Linked DNA regions of Mus musculus: all the other regions are linked to region 3. The links are chromatin contacts, called in public promoter capture Hi-C maps. All regions are on one chromosome and are shown on one strand. Each heading gives the region's core, a stretch centred on a gene start, on an enhancer-like site or on the middle of the called end of the contact. The rest is flanking DNA. Distances are from core to core; before and after follow the strand shown.

What was found. Promoter capture Hi-C pulls out the DNA fragments that hold promoters and counts their contacts.
Region 1: a contact with region 3 is called in a promoter capture Hi-C map of embryonic stem cells, with 3 times the contacts expected there. The contact joins the enhancer-like site here to the promoter of Lamc2 in region 3. A contact is called at or near these places in 2 of 39 promoter capture datasets (cranial neural crest and embryonic stem cells), 2 of 484 Hi-C or Micro-C datasets (embryonic stem cells and nephron progenitors), 10 of 115 datasets of contacts at active chromatin or transcription factors (embryonic stem cells, extraembryonic endoderm stem cells, pancreatic cancer cells and 1 more) and 1 of 9 other capture datasets (embryonic stem cells).
Region 2: a promoter capture Hi-C map of hippocampal neurons shows a contact between it and region 3, with 4 times the contacts expected there. The contact joins the promoter of Rgs8 here to the promoter of Lamc2 in region 3.

Annotation. Positions count from the first base shown.
Region 1 is chr1:152,788,555-152,792,637 of GRCm38.p6, forward strand. No RefSeq gene overlaps it. Among named protein-coding and RNA genes, the nearest start is that of Ncf2, 9.6 kb to the right of the region's middle. Within about 2 kb of position 2,402, at least 54 of the 459 cell types and tissues checked have an H3K27ac peak or open chromatin away from gene starts, as enhancers often do. A contact at or near this core is called in embryonic stem cells, extraembryonic endoderm stem cells, nephron progenitors and 1 more, where this site is marked.
Region 2 is chr1:153,651,492-153,655,811 of GRCm38.p6, forward strand. Rgs8 (regulator of G-protein signaling 8) reads left to right here and starts at 1,546. Exons shown (of 7, transcript NM_026380.3): 1 at 1,546-1,864.
Region 3 is chr1:153,184,749-153,189,212 of GRCm38.p6, forward strand. Lamc2 (laminin, gamma 2) reads right to left here and starts at 1,699. Exons shown (of 24, transcript NM_008485.3): 1 at 1,506-1,699; 2 at 1,161-1,353. The coding sequence starts at 1,239.

The sequences.
Region 1 (4,083 bases), core at 1,152-3,651, 400 kb before region 3:
GTGTCTGCCACAGTGCCCCAGCCCAAACCAAGGAAGAGTTCTGAAACCTTTCAAGTGGCCCTGTGGGCCTGGAGAAGGTACCTGGGCTCAGCGACGGGCCTAACCAGAGAGCTGGAGTTACAATCCCTGTTTTCTTCGATTAAAACTGTGTAAGGCAGGGACTGGAGAGATGGCTTAATGTTTAAGAGCACTGGCTGCTCTTCCAGAGGATCCTGGTTCAATTCCTAGTGTCTGCACGGCAACTCACAACTGTCTGCAACTTCAGTTCCAGGGCTTCTGGCACCCTCACACAGAAATACATGCGGGCAAAACACCAATGCACATTAAAATAAATAAACAAAACAAAAACAAGAAACAGTGTAAGACCAAGGGAGCCAGATCCTGTGGAGGCTGAACTACCACAGCTTAATCAGGAAACAAAGAATCCAAATGATTCCAGGCATTTTTTTTTTACCCAATCTGGCTACTTTTGCTTATTTTTCCATTAATTTACATTTGTAGAACCCTGCTTGAGATGATGGGCTTAAGAAACATTTCTTTTTTTTTCTTTTTTTTTTTTTAAAGATTTATTTATTATTTTATGTAAGTACACTGCAGCTGTCTTCAGACACACCAGAAGAGGGCATCAGATCTCATTACAGATGGTTGTAAGCCACCATGTGGTTGCTTGGATTTGAACTCAGGACCTCTGGAAGAGCAGTCAGTGCTCTTACCCTCTGAGCCATCTCTCCAGCCCCTTAAGAAACATTTCTAGTTTATCTAAACTAAACTGTCAGAAGGCTGTGAATCAAGCAGGAGGTATCTTGGGGATCAGGTATGTGTTATCACCCCCCATATCCTACTCTCCCCCTCATACCCACCCCATACCCACCCCATACCCATCTGGCACCCACCCCAGTCGAGTTCCTGACCTCAGGAGCTCCCAACCTTCTCTACTCCAGCTGCAGAGGTCATGCTGACTCCCAGATGTACAGAGGAAACAGCAGCTCTTATACAGCATCAGTGGAAGAACTTCAGTCATTTAGGGCAGGGTCAGAGTTTACTGACATCTCTATAAGCCACATCATCCCCTTCCCTAGCTACAGTATCATCATTCATGAGAGAGCTTCATGTTGGTGTGTTGTTGTTGTGTGTTGGTTGGTAGCTTGGATGTTGGTTGCTTTGTGGTGTTGTTTTAATGGGGGGGAGGGCAGGGAGAGACAGAGACACAGAGACAGAGAGAGAAGGGGTCTGGAAATCAGAGGATAACCTAGAATGTCGATCCTAACTTTCCACCTTGTTTGAGGCAGAGTCTCTTGCTTGTGGCTTTGCCTGCCAGGCTAGCTGGCCTGCAAACTTCCAGGGATTCTCCTGGGATTACAGACAAGTCCTGCCACCACATCCAGCTGTTTACATGGCTTCTTTCTTTCTTTTTTCTTTTTCTTTTTTGTTTTTTTGTTTTGTTTTGTTTTTCGAGACAGGGTTTCTCTGTGTATCCCTGGATGTCCTGGAACTCACTTTGTAGACCAGGCTGGCCTCGAACTCAGAAATCCACCTGCCTCTGCCTCCGGAGTGCTGGGATTAAAGGCGTGCGCCATCACTCCCGGCTTTACATGGCTTCTGAGGACTTGAACTCATGTCCTCTTCCTTGTGTGGAAAACACTTTAAACACTAAGTGATCTTGCTAGCTCAGTGCTTATTGTTTTGTTCTGTTTTTTTTTTCCTCCAATTGTATGTGCATGAACGTTTCGTTTTGCCCGTCATTGTGTAGCTATACATATTCCGTACATGCAGTGTCCAAGGAAACCAGAAGAGGGCATTAGATCCCCTGGAACTGGAGCTACAGACATAGTCTGCGCTACTATAATGGTGCTGGAAACCAGGCAGGTCCTCTGCAAGACCATCAAGTGGTGTTAATCGCTAAGCCATCCCTCCAGGTGGCAGTGTTTGTTTTTTATTAGGGGAAATAAAACGGGTTTACAGCTGAATTGCCTTTGACAAACTGACCTATTAAGGAAAACAGCATAGCGTGACTGGGTGCAGTGCTTTGGGAGTGGTCTTCTCCGTCTCGCTCGCTTTCACAGAGCGCCAGCTTTGCAAGCTGACAGGTCCCAGCCATATTTAAGGTCACAAACCTTGAACAAGTTACAGACTCCAAGGCTCGTTGGGGAAAGCTCTTTGGTTATCAGCGTTGTTGTTGTTGTTGTTGTTGTTGTTGTTGTTGTTGTTGTTGTTAGAAACAATGAACTGATGCCCACAAAGTACATTAAGCCTTCGGAGAGGAACTGGTATTGGGAGAGTTCGCACCAGCTTCCTGCTGCCCCGAAGGAATTCTAAACCTCTGCCCTATTACATCCCTAGCTGGCCCCTCCCTCATCTGCACACCTACTGGGGAGCCCTTAGACGGCTAAATTGGTCACTGCTCTCTTCACATCTGTCTTCACTGCCTCTGAGGCATGTTCCACATCTAAACATTGGACCCTGGGTCTGAAGTGCATACCACACCACCCCTGGAAAGAATTCCCGGGAGTCTCTTATCATGACACTCACCCTGCAGTTCTCCTGGGCTTGCATACTGATTTCCATGATCTGAGCTGTGGCTCGCCTCAAGTAGCTGCTTCCGTTCTCTGTAGGAGGAAGGAGCAGATAACATGGAGAGGAACATTTCAGACTCTTGAACCTGCCTGAGGCCCACAGTAAGGGAGAAACGGGATCAGGGGTGATGTGCCAGCCCCACCTGTTGGAGCGTCAAACTCTCCAAAATGTGGGGAACACTCCCTTGCATCTCAAAGATTACTGGGGAAAGCAGTCCCTCTTTTGTCTCCTTAGCTCCCACTACCACCTCAGCACATTCCAACCTCTCACTGCCTCCCTCTCATCCCCCATTCACTGCCCAGCTCCGCCAGTGACCTCACCCAAGCCTTTGATCTCCTCTCCTCCCTCTCTGAAGAGTTATGGTCCTGTGTTGCCCTCATTCTTCTCAGGCCCCAGGGACATTTTCTCAGAGACGAAATACCAACAGCAACAACCACAACAATGGCCATGGCAGCTAGCCTCAGCTCTGTGCTCTGGGAGAGCCAGAAGCATGACTTTAGTAGCAATGTAAAAGTGCAAGTTTACATGGACTAGCGCTGCACTTGCTAGGGCAGTTGGGGGTCCACATCCTCCTCCCCCTGTTGCCGGGTAGCCACACTCAGCTTCTCTTCTCGCACTATTCCAGCATCGTTATCCCTACCCGAGACACTACAACAGCTTCCTTTTCAAGAAGCTGTTGATGTGTATTTACAACATTTTATGTGTTTGAGTAATTTAGCTGCATGTGTATATGTGCACCACGTGTATAGCCTGATGAGGTCAGAGAGTGTTGGATCTCCGGGACCTGAAGATATGGATGTTTGTGAATCACTGTGTGGGCGCTGGGAACTGAACCCAGGTCCTCTGCAAATGCAAATGTTCTTAATAGCTGAGCTAATTCTCCATCTTCCTACAGTGGCTTTTTAATATGAATCCTTGCCCTGCTAGTGACAAGACTTGAAACACTTCATTCCAGGCTGGTAGGATAGCTCAGCAGATAGAGGAGCTACCAAATCTGATGACCTGAGTTTAATTCCCAGAACCCCCTTGCTCCCATAAACCATCCCCTGACTTCTCCGTGTGCCTCCTTTGCCTCCACGCCAAATAAATATTAAAAACTTAAATATGTATTTCAGGCTGGCGAGATGGCTCAGCGGTTAAGAACACTGACTGCTCAAATCCCAGCAACCACATGGTGGCTCGCAACCATCTGTAATGGGATCTGACGCCCTCTTCTGGTGTGTCTGAAGACAGCTACAGTGTACCTATTTATAATAATAAATAAATCTTTGGCTGGAGCAGACAGGGTCTGAGCGAGCGGAATTGATCGGAGCGAGCAGAGGTCCTAAAATTCAATTCCCAACAGCCAAATGAAGGGTCACAACCATCTGTACAGCTACAGTGTACTCACATACATAAAATAAATAGATAAATCTTTAAAAAATATATGTATTTCATTCCCTTCATCTTCCTCCCAGGATTTTATGTCCCAGTGAGTGTGTATGGGGTGTAAATGGAGATCAAGACAGC
Region 2 (4,320 bases), core at 296-2,795, 470 kb after region 3:
AGATGCAATATTTTTCACGTAAGTAATAAAAGTGTTTCAGGAATGTCCGGGATGGGGGTTAATTCCTTTCACTTGAGAAAAGGACCAGCACTGGCTGGACCCTGCTGGACCAATAGAGAGAGGAGAGACATCTGTCTCTCTAAAAGGGTTGGTCTTTACTTTCAATCCAAGAAGATTTTAGAGGGCATGTACAGAGAACAGAGGGAGTGTCACATGATCGGGGGGGGGTTCAAGTGAGGTGTCATGGACCTTTTAGCCCCTCAAAAACAGGAGAAGCAGCCATCAGTATACAGCAAGAAGGAAAGTACCCTCTCTCTCCTTGACCTCCCAGTTGGAATTCCTCTTCCTCTTCTCCCTCCATCAGTGATTTGAACACCTTGCTCATTTATGTGTGAACCGGCCGCCTGAATCTCTGTCCCTTCCTCCAGTCATCTGGCACAGCAAGGATATCTATTCCCTCAACATCACCCATAGCACATAGTAGACTCATAACCGTGGCATGATATATTGACCTGACTGTGCTGAAATGGAGCAACATTTTAGGTAGCAGCAGAGGGATGATATGAGCATCTATCGGAGACGGGAGTCTGACAGGTCATGGGGCTTGGTGTCTACAGTCAGTGCTAGTCACATCCTTTGGAGAGAGGCTTGACTGAGGAGGGAAGGATGGTTCCCTGGACATCGGAATCAGTCACATGTTTATCCTCTGCAGACCATCATCTCCCTCCCAAGAAGGCCGTTGTTTGGGGTCTCTCTATCCTTCATTAGCTGTGCTTGATGGTGCGTACCCCAGTCACAGCTTCCTTTGGTCTCTTCTCTCTTCCACTGTTTGTGTGCTCCTGGTCACCTTCTCTGTCTGGCCATGGTTGTAAACAGAACCAGTGACTGTCAGCCCGTGGCTGGTGCCATGAACCCATCGAATGAATGGACACACTCTAGAATCCTGCGAAGGGCCCCCATGTCTGATGCTTAGCTAGCCAGAAGGCTGTGTTCCTACCTCAGTGGAACTGTACAGACAGAAGCATCAAATGGCATGTTCGCTCTACTCTTCTGAACATCTTTTTTTGATCCTGTTCTTGACAACACAGACCCCTGGTAACCCATTGTGCATGTGGCCGAGGGAGCAGTCTGGCTTGCCTCTGCACAGGGTGACAAAGGACACTGACCATTTGCTGTCTAGTTCCCATCCATGTCTATTATTTTCCTCATCTTTGAGAAAGTTGGAGCTGTGCTTGACACAAATTGCCTGGCCATTCTCAATCCTAAATCTAAATGGCTTTTTACTGAATGGGGAGGGACAACCTTGAAGCTGGACCAGGAATGTGGGACCGTGTTTCTCCCTTCCCTATGTCACCAAGCCAACGCTCCTGCCTTGGTGTGGTCAGTGGAAAGCAGATCTCACCCAGGTTGATGACCGCAGTCACACCCTTATGCTCTCTGTTCTTGGCTGAACTTCGCAGAGCCACCAGCCGCTCCGGAGGTAGCGCTTGGATTCAAGCCGTCAGCAGAGAGCCACACAGACATTGCCATCCCGTTGGAGCCTGCGGTCCTCCCCCAACTGCGTGGCTGCGCATCATCTGTCAGAGTGCCCCTCTCCCCTCCCTCTGCCTCCCCGCTCCCTCCCCTGCGCTCGCTAGCTCTTTCCCTTTTCATGAGATGCAAAGTCCGGCGCAGAGCAGAGCCCTCCAGAGCAGCATGGTGCAGGAGCTCTTCTAGGGGCCCGAGGTGAGGCGGCCACGCTCCACTACCCTCACCCATGTACCAGGAGAGGGCCGACTCTGTCACTCAGGGTTTCACCGAGCCATGCACTGCTGTTGCCGGCACCAGCCACATCTTTCCAGCTGCGCTGCCCACCGCCAGGCAGGTAAGATGAGAATGCCTGTTTCTTGCAGGGTCTGGATGGATCCCTGGGCCGGCCCGCTGAGGCTTACTGGGAGAAGCAGGACAGACAACAGAGAGCAGAAAGGCACGTCCTCCTCTCATAATCTCCACTTATTTTCTCTCAGAGCTGCTCGGAGCAGGGAGGGCAAGCCCTGTTACCCTGATCCTAGTAAGGATGCAGGAATAGCATTTCTTTCTAGTTAGTGGAGGGTTCTTTCTTTCCTTTCCTTTTTTTTTTCCTATCTGCCTCAGCCTCAACTCCTCAGGACCCCCAAAGTCTGCTTTCTGTCAAACAAGGATCCTGTTTCTGGCCTCAGATTTCTTGGCGGGGAGGGGGTGTCCCTGAAAATATTGTCAGTTGATGTCTGCACGGTGCCACGGGTTTCTTATATTTATTTCCATTCAGCTCAGCTGTTGTTTGGAACAGGGGTCGCTTGCACAGCAGCCTGGCTGCACATAGCATCTGTCTTGTTTCTAGTCAGCCAAGCAGGTCAGCTCTGCTGGTGACTAACACTTAGTGACACATTCCGATGCAAAAGGACTCACAATGACAGTGAACTGGAGGGAGATTAAAATGAATCCAGGGGTGGGGGTGCCAGTTCCTAAGTGGCAAGTTAGGGGCACACATACCAGCAACAGGAGGTGATGGCTCCCTGGCATGGTAGCTGCTGATTTTTTTTTGCTGGGGGGGGGGGAGACAGAAATGGGGGGTGTCATGTTGGGGGAAGGAGGTTGTTGGTTTTTCTTGCTGTGTTAGAACGACTTAACATCCACCTATTGTCTGGCCATATACTGAAGAGTGGGCTTTCAGGTTCTGGTGTGTTCTGTCTGACTTTGTGAGGGAGGCTTCCAGCTGCAGAAATGCCATGAAGCTTAACCTAGCCTGCAACTTGACTTAAGTTGGGGGCCACTTGTTCTTACAGATTTGGAAACCTTTAGGGTTTTCTCAGAGGATACAGGGGCGGGGGAGCATAACCTCTATTTCCAAAGTTGGATCAGCGATTCGGAAAAGCTAAACCTCTGAAAACAGGCGACGTGGGATTGTGCCCAAGGCAGCTATTATTATCCTTTTGGAAATCACCACAGCCCATGCCCATCCATGTAGTCTAGTCTTCGCTAGCTGTGTCTCTCCGCTTACTCTCGGAGTAGGCTACCTTGTGTCAGGGTTGGGGCTAGGTGGGAGTCAGGTGACTGGGGAATATGCTTTCAATGGCCTATATCTCAGTACTGCCAGGCCAACGCCAGTGCTCCTGGCTATCAGACCCTTTCAGCTTTATCTTATTCCTATTATTATTATTATTTAATGAAGTGCCCGCATTAACTACTTTCCTGTTGCTGTGATAAAATACCTGACAAAGGCAACTTGAAGGAGGGCGTATACTGGCTCACAGTATGAGGGTGCAGCCCATCATGGTGAGGAAGCCATGACTGCAGGAATATGAAGCCTCTGGTCACATTGTTTCTGCAGTAGACAGCAGAGAGAGATGGATGTGGGTGGTCAACTCCATAGCTCCTTTTTATTCTGTCTGGGATACCAGCCCATACAATGTTGCCACCCACAGAGTGTGGTTTTCTGCCTCAATTAACAGGATGCAGACATGCCCAGAGGTTTATCTCTTAGGTGATTTTAGATCTTGTCAAGTTGACGATATTATCCATCGCCATGACCAGCAACACAAAAGGAGTTTGAAAATATACGCAGATTCGGTTCAGTAAACCACCTGCTAATGGTGGCAGAGTCTTTCTCTCACGGCTCAGTGACCCCTGGGATGGGTCCTTAGCCACAATAGCTGTGTTATGAATGCCAGGCACTCGTCACAGACCCCCGAGAGTGTGGCTGGCTGGCTAAGCAGAACATGTTTTATGAAATCCCTTCTTCCTAAAACCGTGATCTCAATGAGGACGCAACAGGTAGAGGTGCAAAGAATGTGCTGGCAGGGTAGAAAAGGTTCTGGTGACGCTGGATTGCTGGCTTCCTAGTGTCATTAGCTAATTTCCTGGGGCCCTTTACCCAGAGTCACTGGGCAGCTTCACTTCGGTCATCTGGAAAATGGGAACAATTGCAAATGTCCAGTTATTTCTGAAAGTTTTGGTGAGAGTCAGCTAAAAGGGATGAGACAAAATAGCCTCCTGGGATGAAGATGTCCCAAGATACTTTGCTCGGAACTTTCCCTTTGTCGTGAGGTTTAATGTCCAAGTTCTTGGGAGATAAGATGAGGCTCAGTGAGGTTAAAAACCACAATCAAGTTCGGCTGAGACGTGAACGCGCTTTCTAAGTCTCGATTGTGTTGCTCAAGTGAAAGGTCTGTGATGGATCATGGCCTTCCAGCTGCCAATATTTGTCCGGACTTTTGGGAATTGAAGCCAGGACCTCACTCACGCTGGTCCAACACTCTGCGTGAGTGAGCTACATCCCTGAAGGTGAAACATTTTTTTCAC
Region 3 (4,464 bases), core at 449-2,948:
TAGCTGCCTGGGTGGCCTTGTGCAAAAACACTGCCAACTGCTCATCTTTTCAATCAAAGGATTCTTAATTGCTGATCCACTGGAAGTTACTTTTAATTCTAATATTCAGAGACTGTTTTCACTCTCAGAATGTTTTCTACTAGGTTTCAACCAGTTTATCCTGACTCAGGGGGAGCCCTCTCGACATGACCACTTTCATACATTTTTTTGTTTTAAAGTTCATCTTACATATCTGAGCTACACAACAGGTTTTGACAGGACTAGTGAAATGGTTACTATTGTCAAGAAAATGAACATGGCTATCATGCCAGTTACTCCTTTTTGGTGACAATTATACATGATCGAGCATCATGGCTTCCGATCCCTGGCAGTGGTGACTGGAACACCATGGAGAGCAGGAAGCAACAGTAACTATGAATGTGAAAAGTTGGGTGATCAGAGGAAAGCGCTTCAGCTAAGAGACAGAGAAACCCCCGCACTAGGTGTCATCATAGTTGACAGGACACATACACACGAAAAACAGTCGCTAAGTTCTCGCAGATTTTGTTTATATGACCTTAACTCCTCAGGACATGACAGCCACCGGGTGCTCTCGGTAGGAGTAAATGTTACTTGAAGTTTGAGTCCAATAAATACCTGGGAGGCGAAACTGTTCTTAGAAGTAACACTTGCAGTTTCGGGTATTACTAAAACGCTTAAAGTTCACGCTCTATCTCAAAAATACAACATGGATAACAAGGGGATTATGGAAGTTCTGTTTTTAGTCTGTGTGGTGCTGCCGGGCATGGAAAAAGTCCCACCTAACTCCCACTGGTAAATTACAGGGACCGGACAGTTTAAAGACTAGCATGTTACTGATTGAACGGGTGTGGAGGGGTCCCCTGTTGCCAAAGAAAAGAAAGGGAGGGAATTGAAAGAGGAATGGCTTTAGGGCAAGGAAACCTTCAGCTGGCACAACCCATTAGCTTCGTGTTTTTAACTCCCTTGGCTTTATGGGAAAACTGTCACTTTAGAGCGCGACTGTACAGGAGCCCCAGGTAGGGAGGAGATAGGCTCTTTGCAGATCCTTGACCTGACCGAGTGTGGATCCTCGAGGTGAATTCAGCCACCAACACCGTGTGCAGGGAAGGGCAAGTTGGAGGCGCGGTGGGAGCACTCACCTTCCCTCCTGGAGGTGGCCTGGGCTGCGGGCAGCAGGAGCGCGACACCAAGGCAGCAGCTGAGCCAGAGCGCAGGCATGGCCGGGCCGCGCTCCGCCGCTGCGGGTGCCTGCCGGGCGCCGAGTCTTCGCTCTGCTGTGCCTTCCTTTTCCCTCGATCAGGTGTTTTATCGACTCTTCTCCCTGACTCAGTCCTGACAGGAAGAGAGCCGGTGTTTCGGGGCGTGACTCACCTGTGAACAAGGAGGACCCAACCCTCCGAGGCAGACAAACACTCAGCGCATGCCGAGCAGTAAACCCGCTCGCTGCGGCCCCGGGCTCCCCCCTCCGCAACCGGGGAGCACACCTGGCCCCGCCGAGGGCGTGGTACTGAGGCTGCGGTCCAGAGATCCTTCTGGAATGTGCCATATCCCCTCCCTCCACCCGCACCCCGCTACACACAGCCGTTCTCTCCCGGGGTGGTCCTGGGCAGAACTCAGGTTGTAGATATCAGCCACCCCTTCCTCAAAACCGGAGGGGGCGAGGGAGTCTCAAGGGCACAGACATCCATTCCAGTCACAGTTGGACGCCCCTTCCACTCTAGTCTAAAACACAGGCAAATTAACCAGGCTGAGGGGCCCAACAGGATCGATCCTCTTCACTCTCAGGGTAACTTTTATTCTGAGATACAGCACGTATACATACCTCTGATTTTACTCACTTCTAAGCACACACACACACACACACACACACACACACACACACACACACACCAGGGTGACCCAAAGGTTGCTCTCCTGGGTCTATCTACCCCCTTAACCTTGAACTAGCAAACTCATTAAGCAAACTCATTAAACTGTTACGAACTAGTTCACAGTTGATATTCAACAAGCCTTCTGCTCATAAGAGAAAAGGTTTCTTAGTCTTTTAACATCTCAGAGCATATTTTTCACGACATTCTCTCTGGCCCCGCTAGAAAATAACGTTAAGAGGGATAGTGCCAGCCAAGCCCGGTGTTAGCTGAAGTGAGTAACACCAAGTGGGGGAGGGGATGCAAATCTTGGCTTATCCCACACTGTCCTGGGAACTTCTCCTACAGTGAATAATGCAGAAGTGACTGTCAGAGAAGGCTCTTAAATCCTGCTATAGACTTAGGATTTACTAGTATTTATGTAGACACAACGTATCCATTACAACCAATAACCACTTCTTTTCCTCATGGTAAGGACAGCAGAGGCCCTAAATAAATACCTAGTCACTGACTAAATGAATGACTGTACCATAGATAGTTCCGTAGCTTAACACTCTAAGATAACTAACAACGTAATCCATACATATTGTCAAAGGGTGTGAGAACTCCCATTTCTAAGTGTGATAGTGACCAGTGTAGGCTGACCAGGAGAGATGTGGCTGGCTTTGTACAGAACATGGAGTCTGAACTAGATACCTAGTTCTAACCAGGAAGTAGACAAAGCATTGAAGAGCAACAGAGGCAAGATAGGGTACTGCAGACAAGCCGACATCTCTAAAATCTAGCGCAAAATGAGCAACAGAATGGATATTCTAATTTTCTTAACCTAGACTCAACTCTCTTCTGCTCTGTCCAAATAATGTGGAGATTCTTCTCACTCAGAATCAGTGCCCAGCTACTGCTAACACTTCAGTTCCTTGAGAGCAGGCATCTATAATTTTTTTCTTCCAGTAGCAGCTATGCGGTGGACAGAGAGAGAGGGGGAGAGGGAGAGGGAGAGGGAGAGGGAGAGGGAGAGGGAGAGGGAGAGGGAGAGGGAGAGGGAGAGGGAGAGGGAGAGGGAGAGGGAGAGGGAGAGGGAGAGAGAGAGAGAGAGGGAGCACACTTGTTTCTGAGTGCTATGATCCTTGCATATCTACCATCCACTAACTGAAAATATTGATACTTCTTGTTTTAGAAAAGTCCAGGTACACAGTGTTGGAGGAGCAGGGCATAGGGCCCTGCAAAATCAAACCTTAAAGGCAAAATTTGTTTTTTAGCACAGATTTTCATTGTCTATCATATCTCAAATGCTTTCATTTTCATCTGCTACCCTCTTTAGTGATAATAATAGTAACAAAGAGACCTATCTGTCATTTATTGCTGGCATAAATAAGTCTGGCATACATAGTAGTCCTTTTAACATTCAATAGAACCCTGTAAATGAGGTATAGTACCAATGTCCCTATGCCACAGGCCAGGAAAGGTTAGGCAGCATGCTAAGAATGGCAAAGCCAAGATGCAAAGCCAGGCAATCTGGCTTCGCACTTCATAGCACTTTGATAGTCAGATTAAAAAGTGCCGTAGAGAAAGATAAGCTCACAATACTGAACGAGCTGAGTGCAATCTAAGGTTAGTCATCAACAGCCATCAAGGTATGGCCAACATCCATCACAGCAGGGCAAGACTGTGGACTCTTGGCATTCATCCAGGAAACCAAGTCACATAGGACTCTGCACAAATGCTTGTGATTTCCCCAAGATGTTAGATCTGAAAAAACCCACTAGTCACTTGGGCAGAGGGAGTCAGAAGGCAGCAGGCATCTTGGGTCCAGATCAATCAGTGCCTCATTTCTGTGGACAGTGCAGGATCCTACACCATCAGTAGGCACTCTCCTGTTGGACTCCATATCTCATTCTTCACCCATGTAAACAATCCCTCACCTTGGGCTTGAGTCCTCTGCTCGGGCCTCATGCCTTTTATTCAGAAGGCTTCTCCAGTGCATCACTGGATCTAAAAGGACTCCAGGGGTCAAAGCCAAGGCTCTGTGTCCCCATTCCAAATCCCACACTTGTCATTATCAAGGCAAGTTATTTGGGTTTCTTTGAGCTATGGTTTCTTCTAGAAAATGGGGAAAATGATAAAATACACATCTAGTAGGGTTGTTGAGAAGTGCAGATGAGTTAATGACAGAGCTAGGAACAGCCCAGGCACACACTCTATTCCATGCCCTACAATAATATACTCACTGTTGCAACCATTAGTGGTGGCGGGGCAAAGCTGCTATCGCTGTCTGAGCACCAGCCAGTCTGGTTTTGCCACCAACAAACACCTTATGAGTAAATGCCTTGCTTCAACCTTTTTGCTGATTTTAATTTTAGTCTTGAACTCCAGGGACCCTATTGTCTTAGTTCATGTCTAAATCACCCAGATTCATTTAGTTATTAACTAACTTGCATTTTTACCATTTACGCAGCTCTCTGCCCACAACCCCCTTCCCTGGCTAGCCTCAAACTCACTGTATATGGAAGGATAGCCTTCAGTTCCTATGCTCCTGCCTCCACCTCCTCCTAGGATTATAGGCATGGTCCACCAC